Linked DNA regions of Pan paniscus: region 1 is linked to region 2. The links are chromatin contacts, called in public Hi-C maps. All regions are on one chromosome and are shown on one strand. Each heading gives the region's core, a stretch centred on a gene start, on an enhancer-like site or on the middle of the called end of the contact. The rest is flanking DNA. Distances are from core to core; before and after follow the strand shown. Region 1 holds the start of LACTBL1 (lactamase beta like 1). Region 2 holds the start of LUZP1 (leucine zipper protein 1).

Region 1 (2,729 bases), core at 44-2,543, 210 kb before region 2:
ACCCTCACCTCCTTCCTCATGCTCACGGCCCACTCTGGGACAACTACTCTTTGTCCAGTTATTCATTCAGAAAACAATCCCCGAGGGCTTGCTGTGCGCTGGGCCACATCTGCCCCCAAGGAGCCAGAAGGACAGTGGCATAATCAGACACAAGGGCCTGGGGCCAGGGAAGTAGGACTTGACTCTGGCTCTGCCGTTACTAGTTCTGGACAAATGACCTCACCCTTTTGAGTCTCAGATTTCTCATCTGCATAATGCAGATAACAATTGTTCCTACATCTTATAGGGTTTAGTTGAGAATAAATAAGATAGTGCATGCAAAGCCCATAGAGAGCTGTTCACCAGTTGGTAGCTAGAGGTGTAATAAAGGGCTTCAGGGCTCACAGATACAGATGAGCTCAGCCTAGGGGGAGGGAGGAGCAGGAGAGAGTCATTGAACAGGTAGTTAGGAATGAGCTTGGGTCACTCCAGGCAGAGGCCTCTGGGGATGTAAAAAGGAAGAGGAGTTAGTTTCTGGTTTGTTTTGATAATTCAGTGAGTTTATGTAAAACATTTGAAACTGTTCCTGGCCTGCAGGTGCAAGCTCTAGAGATGATGATGATGATGATGATGATGATGATGGTAACGTGGGGGGGATTTAGCCCAATATTTGAAGCCAGAAGGACGGTGGCATGGTCAGACATGTGTCAGAAGCTGACACATGGTGACAGCTTCTTGAGGCTGTGCCTCACCTGGGTCTTCATTCTCTCCAAGTCATGGAAGATTCTGGCTCTTTGAGGATTCAGGTCTACACCACAGGAGATCCCGTAAGCAGGAAACTGAGTCAGAGGAGTGAAGGCAAAAAGAGGTCCTGAGGGGCTGGAAAAAGAGGAGGGGGACAGAGAAAAGCTAGAAAACAAGGAGGGTAGACGAGGATGCGGGGGATCAAAGCAGCCCTCCTCTTCCCATGGCTCCCCCTCCCAGGTGAGAGAAACAGCAAGCTCAGAAACCCCTGCCAGGTGACCCAGCATCCCAGTTTGTCCAGGACTGTCTTGATTTTAGCACCGAAAGTCCTGCATTCCCAGAAACCCCTCAGTCCCAGGCAAACGGGACCATTGGTTACCCTGTGTGCCCCGCATTGAATTCCAGCTCCTCTTCCCCACCCCCAGCCTGCGGAGAACAATCTGGTCAGGCCCTCAGGCTCTTGGCCACAACTTACCCTCTCCAGAAGGTTCCAGCAAGAACAGGGCAGTTAGGGCCCCAGTTTGGCTGACAGTGCCTCTGGGAGTCCCCTGTGTTCCAGAGGACAGGAATGGCTTCCTGGGCTCTGAGGCACAGGCTTTACCAAGCTCTCCAGGGGCCGGCAGATGTGGCACCTAATTTCCCCAGTGCTAATCCCTCAGAGTGCCTGCTGCCATGGGGATTAGCTTCTGGGGTCCCCAAGCAGCGGGGAAGCGGGGGAGATCTGTCAGGGAGCATTGGGTAACATCATGTGACCCGAGTGCTCCAGGCTGGTGAAGAAAGGAACACTCTCTCCAAAAGGAGTGTCTGCCAAACCCAGTGTGGAAAAGGGATGTCAGGAGGCCACCAGGGTCATTTCCAGCTGGGAAGGGAAAGGAGAGAGATTTCCAGGCTTGGTCTGACCCCACACAAGCTCCTCAGGCACCTCTGAGGAAACTGGAGCACGAAGGAACCCAGTCTAAGGACCACTGGGGTCAGCCTTGTTGTGAAATATTCAGGTAACCTGGGTCCAAATCTTAGTCTGTCACTGCCAGTGTGAGCCTGTGTGACCAGGGATCATAACCTCTTTGCCTCACATCTATAAAATGGGGACAATAATACTAGCTTGGTTAGCGTGCAGGTTAAATGGAATGCGCCCTTGAAGCAGGCAGCCCAGAACCCGGCACCTAGTAAGTGCTCCATAAATTTTGGCTTCTTGTCATGGACTTGGCTTTTTTTTTTTTAAAGACAAGAACAGCTGAGCATGGTGGCTTATGCCTGTAATCCCAGCACTTTGGGAGGCCAAGGCAGGAGGATGGCTTGAACCTAGGTGTTCGACATCAGCCTGGGCTGAGACCTCGTCTCTACAAAAAATTTAAAAATGGCCAAGTGTGGTGGTGTTGCCCTGTAGTCCCAGCTACTCTGGAGGTTGAAGCTGAAGCATTGTTTGAGCCTGGGAGGTGAAGGCTGCAGTGAGCCGAGATAAGATTATGCCAGTGCGCTCCATCCTGGATGACAGAGTGAGACTCTGTCTAAAAAAAAAAAAAAAAAAGACAAAGTTGTGCTCTGTCACCTAGGCTGGAGTGCAGTGGTGCAATCAAAACTCACTGCAGCCTCCAACTCCTGGGCTCAAGCGACCCTCCTGCCTCAGCCTCCTGAGTATCTGAGACTACAAGCATGCACTACTATGCCCAGCTAATTATTATTTTTTAATTGCTTTTGGTACAGATGGGGGTCTCCCTTTTTTGCCCAGGCTAGTCTTAAACTCTTGGCCTCAAGTGATCCTCCCATCTCTGCCTCCCAAAGTGCTGGGATTATAAGTGTAAACCAAAAATAAAATTCTAAGGCCCCCAACCATCTGAATGGACTTCCTCCTCAGCCAGCACATTCTTAAAATTTAACCTGAAAGACCGAAAGACTGGTTTAGGCCTTGACGGGGAGTAGGGGTCAAACGTGCCTCATCATACTTCTCCAGCATAACATCACATAACAAATAAGGAAAGAAATCAAAATAGTTTAACCCCAAATAT
Region 2 (2,700 bases), core at 201-2,700:
CTCAAGAGGCTATAGACATAGAGGAACCTCAACCTCTCATGAAGCTGGTCCTCAAAGCAGACTTAGAGAGCTATAATTTTGGGGGGTTTTTTGTTTTTTGTTTTTTGAGACAGGGTCTGGCCTCTGTCACCCAGGCTGCAGTGCAGTGACACAATCACCCCTCACCACAGCCTCAAACTCCTGGGCTCAAGCAATCCTCCTGTCTCAGCCTCCACAGTAGCTGGGACTAGAAGCGTGTGCCACCACGTCCAGCTAATTTTTAAATTTTCTGTAAGGATGATTGGGGGGTTCTCACTATGTTTCCCAGGCTGGTCTCGAACTCCTGGAATCAAGCGATCCTCCCACCTCGGCCTCCCAAAGTGGTGGGATTACAGGCATGAGCCACCATGCCCTGCAGAGGGCTATAATTCTTAACCCTTGTTGGATCACTGACGCCTTTGGAACTTCGAAGAAAAATGCAACACACACAACATGTTACACAATTACAAGGGGTTCACAGACCTCTGAGAGGACATCGGTAGCCCCAGGGTACAGAACTCCGGTTCTTGAGGTGCGGCAAGAACGTAACCCCTGCCCCCCAAACACCCCAAAAATCTGGAGCAGAACCACAGACCCGAGGCACAAACTTTAGGATGAAACAGACCCCGAGTTGCATCCCGGCCCTGCCGTTTACTAGCCATGACCTTGAACACTCACCTAGAAACCCTCAGGCCTCAGCATCTCACCACCCAAAAGAGAGGGCTGGACACCCTTCCCTCCCCAGCCCGGCCCCCGCGGCGTGCGCTCCGTGACGGGTGGGGCGCTGGCGCTTGACAGGACTCAGCCTCTCTCCCCTCCTGCGCCAGTGAGCCATGAATCCGGCTGCGGCACTTCATGAAATACTCATGGGCCGACTGCACCAGGCTTGCGGGCGGCGGGGGAGGGGGCCGGCGCGTTCGCCGATTGCCGCAGTGACAGCTCCGCGCCGCCAGCCGGCCGCGGGCCTGAGAAGCCGCCGGTGCCGGGCGCGCTCTCGGCCTTTCCCACCCACCAGGCAGGGCGTTCCCGCCAGCCGGCTTCCTGCAGCCGAGGGCCGGGGAGGAGGGACGGCGCTGAGGGGCCGCAGGGCCTGGCAGGCCTGGTTCCTGGCTTTCTCTCCGCGTTTCCTGAGCAGGACCGGCCGGGGGATGGGACCCAGCGCAAACCTCCTACCCCGGGAGCGCAGCCAGCAAATCGCGTCCTTGTTAATTCAGGTTCCTCCTTTGCGCTGAACGGGGCTGGTTTCCGTCCGCGATCAAGTGGGCATGATGCGACCCACTTATCCCAGGAGGAAGCGGAGAGACGAAATGGCAGCTCCCGACCCCACGACACAGCAAGATTCCAACCCCGTGATGTCAGTGTTAACTCCATCCTATGGATGAGAAAGCTGAGGCTTTGAAAAATGAAGTGACTTATCCAAGGTCATCATAAAAATATTACTACTAATAAAATAACATGCTTACTACATACCAGGCACTGTGCTACAAATGCTCCAGGTGTATTTTGTCATTGGGTTCCTGTAATCTATGAAGATAACTGTTGTTCCTAGTTCATAAATGAGGAAACAGAACCAGAGGCCAAGTGGCATCTCCAGTGATGCACAGCTACGAAATAACAGAGCTAGGAATTAAACTCCAGCCTCCTGTTTCCAGAGCTCAGCCTTTCTCTATCCTGCTTCAGCATTTCAGTTGAGTAACCATGACCTTGTCTCATTTGTTTCTGGGTCCTCAGAGCCTTACCGAGAACTTGACACAAAGTAAGTGCTCAGAGGTGACTAAGGGAACCTTACGTGGAAGTTCACACTTAGAAGGACTGATAGGAGGCATCTGTCCATGTGACCCTTTCTAGAGCCTTCAGCCAAGTGAAAACTTAGCCTCTGCCTGAATACTCACTATCATGATAAACTCTCCCCCCTCCACACCCCCATCCCATTCCCTTGTTGGACAAATACATTTGGTTTAAATGTAAATGCTCCTTTTTTTTTTTTTTGAGACGGAGTTTCGCCTTATAGCCCTGGCTGGAGTGCAATGGCATGATCTTGGCTCATTGTAAACTCCGCCTCCCGGGTTCAAGTGATTCTCCTGCCTCAGCCTCCCAAGTAACTGGGATTACAGGCGTGTGCCACTACACCTGACTAATTTTGTATTTTTAGTAGAGACAGGGTTTCATTGGTTGATCAGGCTGGTCTCAAACTCCTGACCTCAGGTGATCCACCCACCTCGGCCTCCAAAAGTGCTGGGATTACAGGCGCGAGCTACCGTGCCCAGCCTTAAATGCTCCTTTTTTTGTCCGTGGTTTCTTGTAAACAAGGCCAGGCCATTTTCCTCCCTGTGGCCACATTACATATTGCATGGTATTCTTAGCCATTCTATAAGGGTAGACGATTCAATAATTTTAAGTTCCTCGTAAACTGGGACAAGGTCAGCTGTTCATCAAAGCTGTTCCCCTTCCACATGTAGAGTTGTTTCTGAGAAAAGCAGCCAGACTACATTTTCCAGCACTCCTTGCTAATTAGGTACATAACTCGTGTTCACCAGTGGGATATGGGCAGAGAACATGAATGCTATGTCCTGGCCAAAGTGGTGAAGAAGGATGTATGCTTGCTCAAAGCTCTTTTCTCTCATCTGCCAATCAGATGTCAACACCAGGGGGCCCTTGGAAGCTACACGTTGAACGGGGCAG

What was found. Hi-C and Micro-C count contacts between places; a contact is called where the count stands out from the background.
Region 1: a contact with region 2 is called in a Hi-C map of fibroblasts, with 6 times the contacts expected there. The contact joins the promoter of LACTBL1 here to the promoter of LUZP1 in region 2. A contact is called at or near these places in 2 of 3 Hi-C or Micro-C datasets (fibroblasts and induced pluripotent stem cells).

The regions. Positions count from the first base shown.
Region 1 is chr1:203,972,422-203,975,150 of NHGRI_mPanPan1-v2.0_pri, reverse strand. LACTBL1 (lactamase beta like 1) reads right to left here and starts at 1,293. Exons shown (of 8, transcript XM_008966573.5): 1 at 1,199-1,293; 2 at 732-858. The coding sequence starts at 743.
Region 2 is chr1:203,767,150-203,769,849 of NHGRI_mPanPan1-v2.0_pri, reverse strand. It overlaps LUZP1 (leucine zipper protein 1), which reads right to left and starts at 1,450. Exons shown (of 5, transcript XM_055096690.2): 1 at 1,192-1,450.